3 separate regions of the Mus musculus genome follow, and regions 1 and 3 are each linked to region 2. A link is a contact called in public promoter capture Hi-C data. All regions are on one chromosome and are shown on one strand. Each heading gives the region's core, a stretch centred on a gene start, on an enhancer-like site or on the middle of the called end of the contact. The rest is flanking DNA. Distances are from core to core; before and after follow the strand shown. Region 1 overlaps Macf1 (microtubule-actin crosslinking factor 1). Region 2 overlaps Macf1 (microtubule-actin crosslinking factor 1). Region 3 overlaps Macf1 (microtubule-actin crosslinking factor 1).

Region 1 (4,535 bases), core at 1,780-4,279, 120 kb after region 2:
AATAAATAAATAAATAAATAAATAAATAAATAATTCATTTATTTATTTATTTTATTTTATGTATAGGAGTACACTGTAGCTGCCTTCAGAAGAGGGCATCAAAGCCAGGCAGTGGTGGCCCACGCCTTTAATCCTAGCACTTGGGAGGCAGAGGCAGGTAGATTTCTGAGTTCGAGGCCAGCCTGGTCTACAAAGTGAGTTCCAGGGCAGCCAGGGCTATACGGAGAAACCCTGTCTCAAAAAAAAAAAAAGAAAAAAGAAAAGAAAAGAAAAGAAAAGAAAAGAAAAGAAAAGAAGGAGGAGGAGGGGGCATCAGATCCCATTACAGATGGTTGTGAGCCACCATGTGGTTATGTGGTTGCTGGGAATTGAACTCAGGACCTCTGGAAGAGCAGTCAGTGCTTTCAACCACTGAGCCATCTCTCCAGTCCTTTTCCAAACTTTAAAAAAAATATTTATTTAATGTGTGTTTTGTCTGCGAGTATGTAAATACATTGCATGCATGCCTGTTGTCCACAGAGGTCAGAAGAGGGTGCTGGATCCCCAGGAACTGAACTTACTCATAGCTGTAAGGCAGCATGTAGGTGCTGTGAACCTGGGTTCTCTGCAAGAGCAGCTAGTGCTCTTAACTACTGAGCTCTCTCCAGCTCCAAAACAACAACAACTCAGTGTGATATCACAGATCTGTGATCCCAGACTCTTAGAAAGGCTAGGGCTGGAGGACCAGGCTGGGCTACATAGGTAAACTGCCTCAACAAGGGAAGAGAGTTGGTTTTAATACTAATGGCCACCTGACCTTGAACTAGTTACTAGGTTCTTACCAGTCTCTTATCAGTAAAAAGGGTGAGAATTTACATCTGTCATACCAGACAGGTACTCTTCTAAGAGCTAAAGGATAATTAGAGCTAGTGAACAAATATCTTTGCTTTTTTTTTTTTTAGGGAGAATGGTTAATTTTGGGTTTATTTTACTTATTTTTTAACAAGAACACCCCACCCCACCCCATCACCATACACCGTTTCTCTGTGTAAACCTGGCTGTCCTAGGACAATTTGCTCTGAAGACCAAGCTAACCTTGAACTCAAGAGACCCACCTGCCTCTGCCTCACAAGTGCTGGAATTAGAAGCCTGTGCCACCACACCTGGCTGGAACATTCCTTTCTAAACTGCTCACCAGATTCGAGAACTCAGACTGTGCTGCAAGAACAACGAAACCATACTCCTGGACAGCATCTAGGACAATGCCTGACCTCTGGACTTCTGTAAACCTTTCTTTCTTGCTTCAATGTGGGCTTGTTGCTCAACTCTTAGTCTGACAAAACAATCCACATAAGGCATCACAAAGAATCCTTTCCTGTTATATCTTTTATTTAGGTCCCAAGTTAGAGGCCACAGCTTGAATTTGTGCCAGATGAGTCATTCAACAAATGCCCCTTTTCTAAGCACCAGGTCTCACTGTCTTAACCAGTCTAAAGATGGCATAAGCATCTTCCCTCCCCTGGGCAGCTTTACCCAAAGCATCCATGGAAGCAACAACCTTTTCTAAGTGCTCTGAACAAGGCATTGGCAATCTCTGTCTGGCCTCCTGCTCTAGAGTTAGAAGCATGTTTTTTCCCTTCAGTGGGACATATCAAAGCTTGTGTGGGCCTTCATTACTTTTGTTCCTTTGCTGCTAGTAGGTCCATGAAGCTCCAGATTTGACACCCCCCACCTCTCTCTCTCTCTCTCTCTCTCTCTCTCTCTCTCTCTCTCTCTCTCTCTCTCTCTCTCTCTCTCACACACACACACACACACACACACACAAATCTTTGTCATCAAAAAATCCTTCTAGTGGCTCAGTGGTTAAGAGCACTGACTGTTCTTCCAGAGGTCCTGAGTTCAATTCCCAGCAACCACATGGTGGCTCACAATCATCTGTAATGAGATCTAACGCCCTCTTCTGGTGTGTCTGAAGACAGCTACCATGTATTCATATAAATAAAATAAATCTTTAAAAAAATTCTTCTGGTCCTTTTCTTGACAATACTGTATGAAGTAATTCACATTGAAGAAAAAATGTGACATTTGATGTTTTCTTAAGCAACAAACTAAAAGAAGATCAAGCCTTGGGATTTATTAGGAAGCTGTCAGCCTTCAGGATCCAGAGATGCCTCTACAAATACCCACTAGACTAGCCATGGCTGTGTTTCTAAAGCTAACTTTTTAAAAAATATTTATTTATTATATATAAGTACACTGTAGCTGTCTTCAGACATACCAGAAGAGGACATCAGAGCTCATTACAGATGGTTGTGAGCCATCGTTTGGTTGCTGGGATTTGAACTCAGGACCTCTGGAAGAGCAGTCAGTGCTCTTAATCACTGAGCCATCTCTCCAGCCCCTCTAAAGCTAATTTTGTTTTGTTATTCCCAAACTGAAAATTTTGAATTGTCTGTCTCTCCATCCATCTATCCATTTATTGTGTTTTGATGCTAGGTCTCGCTGTAATCCTAACTGGCCTGGAACTCCACAGTTTTAACCTATAGTAAACTATAGGGTTACTGAAAAGTAAACCAACCTGGGTTCAAATTTGTGGCAATCTTCCCACCTCTGCCTCCAAAGTACTGGAATTGCCAAGGCTAGACCCTGAATTGAAACTTTAAAGTACAAAAATAATACACAATCCTCAAGATCTCATGTCATTGTCCTTAGGATAACAAAATGTCTTCTATCATCTAAACACAGGTTGAACACCTCTAATTAAAAACTGAAGTCCAAGCTGGCGTGGTGGCGCATGCCTTTAATCCCAGCACTTGGGAGGCAGAGGCAATCGGATTTCTGAGTTCAAGGCTAGACTGGTCTACAAAGTGAGTTCCAGGACAGCCAAGGCTACAGAGAAATCCTGTCTTGAAAAACAAAAACAAAAACAAAAAACTTAAGTCCAAAATGATGCCAAAGCCAAAACTCTCTAAAAATCTACATGATCTCATAAATGAAAATTCTACACTTGACCTCAGGTGAGAAAGTACACAAACAGGGTTCACTAGAACTGCTTTAGAGATAAGAGTGTAGTTCAGAGGCAGAGCACATGCTTTGCATGCCTGGGGCCTGGCTTCAATCTCCACCATCAAAAAAAAAAAGAAATCTTCAAACTCAAAAATTTCGAAATACGCAGAGGGGCACTGATTGCTAAAGAGATAACTCAGCAGTTAAAAGCCTGGCTGCTCTTCTAAGGGACCCAGGTTCAATTCCCTTCTCATGGCAGCTCACAACTGTCTGTAATTCCAGTCCAGGGATCCAATACCCTCACACAGACATACATACAGGCAGAGAACACCAGTGCACACAAAAGTAAATTACTTTTAAAAGTCTATCAAAATACTTCTGGTTCCAAGCATTTAGAATAAGCGCAGTCATTAAGCTATAGTATACTCTCATTTTAGACAAGGTTTTACTTTGTGTGAGGAATCTGTGTGTACAGTGTTCATTCATCAGCATGTATGCTGTACCTGTACATCCTAAATGCAATGCTAAGCACAGCTAGGGAACAGAGAGTCTAGTGCGAAAAGGCAAGCACATAAGTAATGAAGTTATACACAACCGAGAGAAGCATTTCCTAACAATGATTGCCTGGTTACTGGGCTGTTTCCCCATGGCTTCGGCAGTACTGGACATTGAACCCAGGGTCTCACGTCTGCTAGACAAGTGCCCTACCAGTTAACTTTTAGGTTCTTTATTTCAAAGCAGGTTTCATTAAGTTGCCTAGCTAGGTAGGCCTTGACCTAGTTATTACTCCTAGCCCAACTCTCTCCAGTAGCTGAGAATTCAGCCTGTACTACCAAGGCCTAGCTTGAATTGTGTTTAACATCCTGCTGACAGGTTAGTTTAACAGGTACAAAAGAATTTCAAGAGAGAAACAAAATATAAGCAAAGCAAACACAGCAACATTCTCCACCCCTGCAAGCTAAGGAAGCTGAACATGGCTTCACAGTGATAAAGAGAAAAGAGCAAGGAAAAGGCCAAGAGGCAGAACTGAACTACCACAGGCTTTGTTGTGGATTCAGTCATTATCACACAGGCAATGGGGACTTGCTAAGGAAGCTTTTGCTTCTGGTTTGTACTGGGTACTGAATCCTGAGCCTCCCACACCTAGGCGTACACTCGGCCATGAAACTACACCCCCAGCCTTTTATATTTCTTCTCCTTTATAAATTTTGTGATAGATCTCACTAAAAGTTGCCCAGGGTAGACTCATTCAGTATCTTAGGCAGGCCTTAAACCATCTCTCTGGGTCCATGGTAGGACTTTTTAAGCCAAAAAAAAAAAAAAAAAAAATTCTACCTGATTATTTTTTTGTTGTTGTTGTTGTTGTTTTGGTTTTTGGTTTTTTGTTTTGTTTTTTCGAGACAGGGTTTTTCTGGGTAGCTCTGGCTGTCCTGGAACTCACTTTGTAGACCAGGCTGGCCTCAAACTGAACTCAGAAATCCACCTGCCTCTGTCTCCAGAGTGCTGGGATTAAAGGCGTGCACCACCAAGCCCAGCAATTTTGTATTTTT
Region 2 (4,257 bases), core at 1,478-3,977:
AGTAGCCGTTAGTGTACCACTCACTATGTAGGAGAGAATAGCCCTCAACTTCTGAACCTTCTATATCCATCTCATGGGTGATGTGATTATGGGCATGGGCCACCAAGCCCAGTTCAGTAGTGGTGAGGACTAAACTAGAGCTTTGTGTTTGCTAGGCAGACACTGTCACAACGAGAGCTACACATCCAGCCCAAGAGATATTTTCAATGGTGTCTCCGAATTGTAGTAACAGATGGTAGTGAGATGGCCTATCAGAGTGTGAATTTATCACCAAAGTAGAAATTGGTCCCCTTAAATTTGAGTTTATCCTTAGCCTCGTGTTGGTGTCAAATAGGTAGGTTACCTTTATAGGTTACCCTTATATATCAGGACATCTTTGTAATTAGTATCATTTGTCCACAGCTTAGCCAAAAAACAAACAAACAAGCTAAAAATCCAAATGTTTTGCATCTCTAAGGTTTGTATTTTGTATGCAGCAAAGGCCTGCCAATATGCCAATAAAAATTCAACCGTGAACGGCCTATAGCTACATAGTGTGTTATCCAGAATCTTCCTATAACCTTAGTTTGGTGTCCAGATTTCTGAATTAATATTCACAGCAGTTATTGTTGCCTGACAAGACATGTTAAAGCCCTAAACAAGTTCAATCACAAGATAAACTTTGGAGTTTTGAACTTTCAAGCTGCCCCATCTCATCCACTCACTCTCCCCATTCTCCCTCTCCTCCCCTTCTCCTCTCCCCATTGCCCCTCCTCCACATCCCCTGATCTCCTTTAATCTTAGCACTAGAAGCCAAGGGGGAAGAGCCCTCTCCTTCCATACAAACATTCTGTGAGTGCTATCATTAGATACATCCTCACAGGGAAGCGATTGCATCAGCTCTGCTAAGAACACCACTCTCCAGAGAGAAGAGCAAGCACCCTGAAGTCAGCTGCCATGCTCCCCAAGTCTTCAAGATCCCTCACACTCCCATGTTAATGTTAGAAATTAAGCTAGGCTTCCCTTTACCCTTTGTGCTACATAACAACTTCTTGAAGGGGGCAAACAAGCCAACAGCCCTGACTGAGTATGAGGAATGCCCAGAACTGCACCTTGAAAGACAATCCTACCAGATAACCTCAGCAATTATGCTACATGGACACTCAAAACCTGAGATTTCCCCAGAGCCAACAAGACTTGGTTTTAAGCATCAAGAGACAGACTTGAAATAGATTATGCTTGCCAACCCCTAGCCATCACTAACTCACACTCCCCATATAGGGGTAAGTTTGAAATACTCCAAGATCCTTACTGCTTACCACACTCCACTTCGATATGCCTGAGCGGAAGGAAATCCAAAAAGACAGTTTGATTACCCCAAATACACCATCCACCTCCTCCAGACCCCACGATCAGTATGGCTTGCCTCCAAAGACAGGGTACCATCCTCTTCTGAGAAGGGTGTGGAGGTCTTTTCAGGTTCTGTATCTTCAGGCCGGATCCCATGCAGGCGCAGCCCATCGCTGCCATAGCCAGAGGAGGATGGCAAAATGCTCACAGTGATGCCACTGACAGATAAATCACTCTGAGAAGCAGGCATTATGGGACCCTTGCAGGACACGAGACCTACATGGGTAGGCTCTGTGTGAATAGGGTCTCCTGACTGTTTTGGTATTGATGAAGCAACAGAACACTTAGCAATCCAAGAACCTGTGGGAGGGGCACTTGGAACACTCTTGGTTCTTCCCCCCACACTCCAGCCCTCTGAAGGTTGGTCTTGATCTACTGTTTCAGAGGGGTAATCCGTCCGAGGCAAAGTGCTGCTCCGATGTCGATGTCTGAGCAGAGTGCCTCCCTGCTCCACTGCAGTCTCTCCCTGCAAAGGCAACAGCACAGCCCTGCTGCTGCAGGATGCTGTCCTCGGAAATTCCACCAGTTGGCTCACAGACTTCTCACAGTTCCTTTCTGCTGGGTTATCAAGCAGGTGAGCAATGACTGTCATACCCTCTTCCAGGGAATCCCAGGCCCCTCCAACAACTGATGACTCATTCTCCAACAAAAGGTGAGCAGTCTGGATCTCTGCTTGGAAGCTCTCCTTTACCTGCACAATCATCCCTTGATCGCCCACCCCTGAGTTGGGAGCTGAGTCTCCGGGCAGGAAAATGTCTGATGGGGGGTGCTCTGCCCCTCCCACTCCGGGCTCCTTTGGGAGCCTCGCTGTTAACTTCGTTAGGGTTTCAGTCTCTTCAATGACTCCAGTGCCTTCCAAAGCTTCCTCCCTGTGAGATGCTTCTGGAGTAAGGATTTTCTTCCCTCTCCACTTCCTTTTGAACCGAACCCTCTTCTTAGGAGATATGGGAGCCTTCTCAGGAACAGCTATGGACTCTTTCGGCTCCTTAACACAGCCCAGTGAATTTCCCATTTCTTTCCTCTCTCAATCTCAGAAAATAAAGCAGTTGAATCAGTCCTCGGATCCCAGAGGCATTCCAATGTCGGCTTCATCGGACTCGATGCACATTCAAAAGAACCAAAAACCAAAAAACATGCACTATGCCGGCAATCCCTCCAATCCTTTCTCCCTCCCTCCCCGCCTCTCTCTGTCTCTTCCAGCCGCTCGATTCAGACAGCCATCTTACAGGCTCAGAGCTGCAACAAGACAAATTTCAAAGCATCTCACTGCAGTTCAGAAATCACTTGACCTAAAAGCAGACAGAAACCGGATTGGCTGCCGCTTCCTCTCTCCAAATATGAGGTAATTGGAGCACTGCCCTCAGTAACACAAACAGAACGCAAAAAGGAGCTAGAAACCAGGGAGAGGGAGGAGGAGGGGAGAACGTAAGAGTAAATGGAAAGGGGAGGGGAAAGGAAGAGAGAGAGGTAGCCGGAGAGAGGAGGAGGAGAACAATATCAAAGAGGGGGTGGGGAGAGCAAACCAGCTCAGTGGGTACTAACTAGCAAGGGAAGGGAAGGGCCAGGTAGACAAGACCAGAGAAGCCGCAATGAAAGCTCCCAACCTATGAAATGAAATATGTTTTAATCACTGCTCCAAGACGCCCAAAGGAAAAGAGCAAGCAAGATATACATAATCAAATTTTAACCTAAGAAAGATTAGAGCCCACTCCTTCCATTAAGAAAAGAAACAGGGGTATGAACAATCCAGCCTCCTGTGGCATATATGGCCAGCTCCAAAGAGTAACATCCACTAATTCGGATGGCCAGACACACTGATGAAAAACCTGGAAATTGATTTTGAGTATAGTATGTTAAGCCTCAGGGACAGGTGATCACTTGTCAATACAATATAAAAGTCAGACAACAGTATTTGACATAAGTGTTCAATAGTAATCATCAGTACTGCCTTTGCCACAGTTAGCTATCGTATTTTGAGTACTTGCTATATAACAAGTTCTATGTGAAGATACACACATATATAACATATATATAATGTAACAGGATAATATATATTATTCTGTTATATTCTCACAGCAGCCATGTGTGGCCCAATTTTTAAGTAAAGAAAACTCAGATTTAAGAAAGCTGATTAACTTGTCCAAGTTGAAATAACTGAGGACGGGGAAGACACAAGCCATTTAGACTTCATGTTAACACGACAAAATGGTTGATGTGTGTAATCTCAGCTACTGGGAGGCTAAAAAGGAAGAATTTCAAAGCAAGTCTGAAGCTAGCCTGGACTACTGAGTGAAACCCTGTCTCGAAAATACCCATAGAATAAAAGAGAGACTTTTCATTTCAGCTCCATTAATTACTAGAGGGAGAAAAATCTGCTCTCCACTGCCATAAAACAAGAAGATATTCCCATAGTTCTAAACTAGCAGCTAGACTCTGTAGCCAAGCAACGAAGAAATAACACTTGCTGCTGACTGGGGAGAGCAGCTGAGGGACTGAAACCCAGGTGATTTTCACTCAGACTGATGTAAGTAAGGCTCATAGACCACACCCTGCGCTGCCAGCCAGCAGAATTCCTCCACCAGGTTTCCAGCACACTGCCTAACACATGCAATCGAAGGCTCTCTGAATGGAGTGGGAGAAAAGAGGTATGCATGTTTCTTCTCTGTTGTAGCAGTTTATCTTTCATGTTCCTGCAGTGCCAGGAATCAAATAGAGGGCCTTGTACATGCTAGAGGCATATGCACCACCACTAAGCCACATACACACTGTGTATGTATGTATGTACATGAATGTAATGGGATTTTGCTATGTTGTCCTGGCTATGTAAGCTCAAAAAACATATACCAGCACAGCCCTATCACCTTTCCT
Region 3 (4,096 bases), core at 1,144-3,643, 89 kb before region 2:
TGCATATTTTTCACTTGCTGGTACATTTGTAAACAAAGTTAACTAGGAGGTATACCTTTAGAGTCAAAGTAGAACTGCTTTGTTTTTAAACATCTTTAATCATTTTCTTGTTTATGTGTAAGCGCTTCTTTATATTAACTTCCAAATAAAATGTAAATGAATTAAAAAAAAGATTTATTATTACATGTGAGTACACTGTAGCTGTTTTCAGACACCCCAGAAGAGGGTGTCAGATCCCATTACAGATGGTTGTGAGCCACCATGTGGTTGCTGGGATCTGAACTCAGGACCTATGGAAGAGCAGTCAGTGCTTTTAACTGCTGAGCCATCTCTCCAGCCCCCAAGAACCAACTTCTGAAGGTGTCCTCTGACCTCCACATGTGTGTGGTGGCACACATGTCCCTGCTTCACTTAAAAAAGAATGACTAGGACTACTCCAAACAGAGCAGGGAGCAGGACTAGTGAAGGGTGCCTCATGGAGGGCCTAGGATTAGCAAAGGTGCCTAATAAATGAAGCTGGCAAAACATGCTAGGGCCAGACTGTAAAAGACCTGACACACAACACTGAACAAAAGCTTAGACTGTTTAACAGGTCGCCAAGAGACACTGAGCTTTTGAATATACACAGGTATGGAAACTGTATGTAATTGTGTCAGCAATTGGGAGGCTGTTCTCAGGTCATAGTCTACAGATTAAATTTTCACAGAGAATGGAGAAGTTCTCAAAGGATGGTTCACAAATATGTTAGAGTGCCTAGGCCCTTTCAGAGTCCAGGGAATCACTATTTTCATAATAGTAGGATGGTTTTGTCTTTTAAAGTACTTGTTTTCATATTCGGGCATGACATTGCAATACATTCTTATAGTCAGTCTATCGTTCAGGAAGCTTAAGGAGGAGGATTACCTGCAAGCCTGAGGCCTGCTTGGGCAACATAGTAAACTCAAGGTCAACCTATGCTACAGAGTGAGACCCTGTCTCAACAAAATAAGTTCTTTTTTTTTAATGTCTTTAATTTAAAATGATTTATTTACTTATTTATTTATTTATTTATTTATTTATTTATTTATTGTATATAAGTACACCATTGCTCTCTTCAGACACATCAGATCTCATTACAGATGGTTGTGAGCCACCATGTGGTTGCTGGGAATTGAACTCAGGACCTCTGAAAGAGCAGTCAGTGCTTTTAACCACTGAGCCATCTCTCCACCCCCAAAACAAGTTCTTATTCCCTAATGGACGTCTGCTGTGGTTTTACAGAATCTACCCAATGATTACAGATTGAATCTGGTACTTAAAGTGGTGGTTTTAGCATTATTTAAAAATTAAATAATGAATATATATTAAAATTACTGACTTGATAGAATATCAGTAAATATCAATAAATAAATACAAGACAGCTCTGTAAGATTCTCAATAATTTGGGGGCCCGAAGTGGTTAAGATTCTCAGTAATTTTTAAGAGAAAAACAAAAACCAACCAACCAAACAAACAAAACAACCAAGGGTCTAGAGAGATGGTTCAATGGTTAAGAGCACTGATTGTTTTGCCAGAGGTCCTGAGTTCATTTCCCAGAAGCCACATGGTGGCTTACAACCTGTAACTACAGTTTCAGGGAATCTGATGTCCTCTTAGGGACTCCACAGACACTAGGCACACATATGGACAGACAGGAACGTACCAAAACATCCTTACACATAAGACAAAATTAAACAAACAAACATGGACAAACAATGGATTAGAGCAGTATTTGTAGGTAGATTAGGACACATGTAAGGCTGAAAGAAAAAGCTCCTTCAAATACTGTTCTTAGACCTGATCTTGGAGAACAAGGCAGAAGGGAGCAAGTAACAGGTATAGAGAAAGGGGCAGAGCAGAGCAAAGGCTCTAGGCAAGCTTGCACAGGAAATGACTTCTCTGCTTAATCAGCTGCAGACAGATACAAATATATTAAGTAATGTGCACACGTACTACTGAGAATTAAAAGTAAGGTATGAATTTAATTTACTCAGGAAACGTCCCCCATTTTTAAATTCATTGAGCTTACTGCCTGTTAATGATATTATTAAGAGTTCTGTTCTGTTTATTACTTGATGAACATCTTGATAAAATCTCACAAATACAATCTTATTAAACTGAGAAAAGTGAAATAATCAAATCTACATGCTGAGAGTAGCATTGAAACCCAGATTACTTTGCTCAGGCATTAATCAACTTTGCTCACCTGGACCTGCTGCTTCTGGGCATTCAACATGTTGGGGTCAATAGACAAGGGACCAAGAACTCCCATCATCAGCTCCTTCTCCATCAGCCAGGGGCGGAGTTGGGACTCTGCAGCCTGGAAGCAGGCCAGGTGGCTTGCAGATTCCTCTAGCTGCTTTTGGCGAGCCACAGTAACCTCGGTGGCCTTTTCCCATCGGGAATCTGTTGAGAGGAAATGAGAGAATGCATTTGGCTTGGTCCCTAAGCTGTACTCCTTATATTCTACAGGAAACGACACATGAGCCATTATTTAACATTTTTAAAAATTAAAAATAACTTAAAAACATTTAAAAACTAAAGTAATACAAATAGTTCTATATGTTCATTAGACTGGTAGTGACAAGAAGCTGCAGGTGATGAAACTGTGGAAGCTCCCCTCCTCCCCCACACCCCTTTTGCCTTGCACTCACAGAGATCCACCCACTACTCCCTCCTGAGTGCTGGGATTCAAGGAATGGGTCATTACTTCCCACTTTCATTTTTATCCCCAATACTCCGTTAGCTTCTGATCAGAGTAGACTATCAGTTTGACTTGTCCTAGAAAGCCAGATTGCTCTTGACTTGAATTTCTAAAATCTCCCCTGTTCAGGTCATTATCTGGTCCTAGACAGACAGGCCTTTTGCTTCCTTAAAAAAGTTAATTGAAAATAATTCCAGCTTTTTAGGGTGTACTAACATTTCCAATTTGCTTTGGAGATAAGATTTTTTAAAAAAACCTAATTTATGTATTTTAATTGTATGTGCATTGCTGTTTTGCCTGCATGTGTGTCTTATACCCTAGAACTGTAGATACAGACAGTTGTGAGCCACCATGTGGGTGCTGGGAATTAGAACTCAGGTTCTCTTGGATAGCAGCCAGTGATCTTAACTGCTGAGCCATCTTTCTGGCCCTGAAACTGGATCTTTTAAGAATAAAACATCTCTGTGATGACTTACTGAGGTCCTCTTGCATTTTCTTCCAGTTTTCTGCTTCTTGTGAGTTGGGATAGGTCTTCAGTAATCCAGCCAGGGCTTCCTTTACTTTCTGAATTTTAGGGGAATTCTGTTCCAATTCAGCCAGAAAAGCCTAGGGGAAAGTACAACATGCATGCCATGTCACAGCTGTATGTGGTAGAAGTTTGTGAGACTGACTGAGCAGGAGATCTCAGATGCTCCACGGCTTGTTCCACAAACTTAATGCATTTAAGTTCTTTGCTTTAGAATTGACTTTAAAATGAAAATGGTGGGATCTGAGCTCTTTTGAGTACAGCACATCAGTGAATCCCAACTGAGTAGAGACCATCACCTCTTACTAATCAGAAGAGCCAAGATAAGATGATGGCAGCATTTTGGAAGTTGGAGAGCTGACATGCCATGATCAACTGGGACATTAAAAAATTTGATGAAAATTTCAGAGAAGAAAATTTCTATGTTCTTATATTTTCTGACAATTTATCTAGTCTACATTTAACTTTTAACACTAAAATTTTTATGAGTGTCTGCTGTTTTTGTGTGCACCACATGAGTGCCTGGTGCTGGAGGAAGCCTTCTGAGGGCGTTGGATCCCATGGAGCCAGTATTCTAGATGGCATGGGTAACTGAACCTTGGTCTTCTGCATGAACATCAAGTGCTCTTAACTGTTAAGGCTTCTCTCCTGCACCATACATTTCCAACTCAAGAATAAATACCTATCCACAATTTTTAGGTTCCCCTAAGAGTTGCAAAAATGCCTGGACAAGAAAAGCTTAGCTATCTAGTTGTATCACGTGGAAAATAAGACTCAATTCTCAATGAGCTAATAATGTGGGAAAGGAGGGAGCTAGCCTCTTTTTGAAAACATGCCCCCTCCCCCAA

The links. Capture Hi-C pulls out chosen DNA fragments and counts their contacts.
Region 1: a promoter capture Hi-C map of liver shows a contact between it and region 2. The contact joins two enhancer-like sites. A contact is called at or near these places in 18 of 484 Hi-C or Micro-C datasets (B cells, CD4 T cells, the G1E-ER4 cell line and 15 more), 6 of 115 datasets of contacts at active chromatin or transcription factors (embryonic forebrain, embryonic midbrain, embryonic stem cells and 2 more) and 3 of 9 other capture datasets (adipose tissue, liver and pancreatic islet).
Region 3: a promoter capture Hi-C map of adipose tissue shows a contact between it and region 2. The contact joins two enhancer-like sites. A contact is called at or near these places in 1 of 15 datasets of contacts at CTCF or cohesin (the NIH/3T3 cell line), 2 of 484 Hi-C or Micro-C datasets (bone marrow-derived macrophages and nephron progenitors), 1 of 115 datasets of contacts at active chromatin or transcription factors (embryonic stem cells) and 3 of 9 other capture datasets (adipose tissue, embryonic stem cells and liver).

Annotation. Positions count from the first base shown.
Region 1 is chr4:123,644,247-123,648,781 of GRCm38.p6, forward strand. The region is part of intron 1 of Macf1 (microtubule-actin crosslinking factor 1); the gene reads right to left. It also overlaps the pseudogene Gm35241. Among named protein-coding and RNA genes, the nearest start is that of Gm12925, 19 kb to the right of the region's middle. Within about 2 kb of position 3,030, at least 6 of the 459 cell types and tissues checked have an H3K27ac peak or open chromatin away from gene starts, as enhancers often do. A contact at or near this core is called in liver, where this site is marked.
Region 2 is chr4:123,525,059-123,529,315 of GRCm38.p6, forward strand. All of the region lies in intron 5 of Macf1 (microtubule-actin crosslinking factor 1), which reads right to left. Among named protein-coding and RNA genes, the nearest start is that of Gm31156, 25 kb to the right of the region's middle. Within about 2 kb of position 2,728, at least 116 of the 459 cell types and tissues checked have an H3K27ac peak or open chromatin away from gene starts, as enhancers often do. A contact at or near this core is called in adipose tissue and liver, where this site is marked.
Region 3 is chr4:123,436,243-123,440,338 of GRCm38.p6, forward strand. It overlaps Macf1 (microtubule-actin crosslinking factor 1), which reads right to left. Exons shown (of 98, transcript NM_001199136.1): 54 at 3,199-3,328; 55 at 2,225-2,424. Among named protein-coding and RNA genes, the nearest start is that of D830031N03Rik, 26 kb to the left of the region's middle. Within about 2 kb of position 2,394, at least 6 of the 459 cell types and tissues checked have an H3K27ac peak or open chromatin away from gene starts, as enhancers often do. A contact at or near this core is called in adipose tissue, where this site is marked.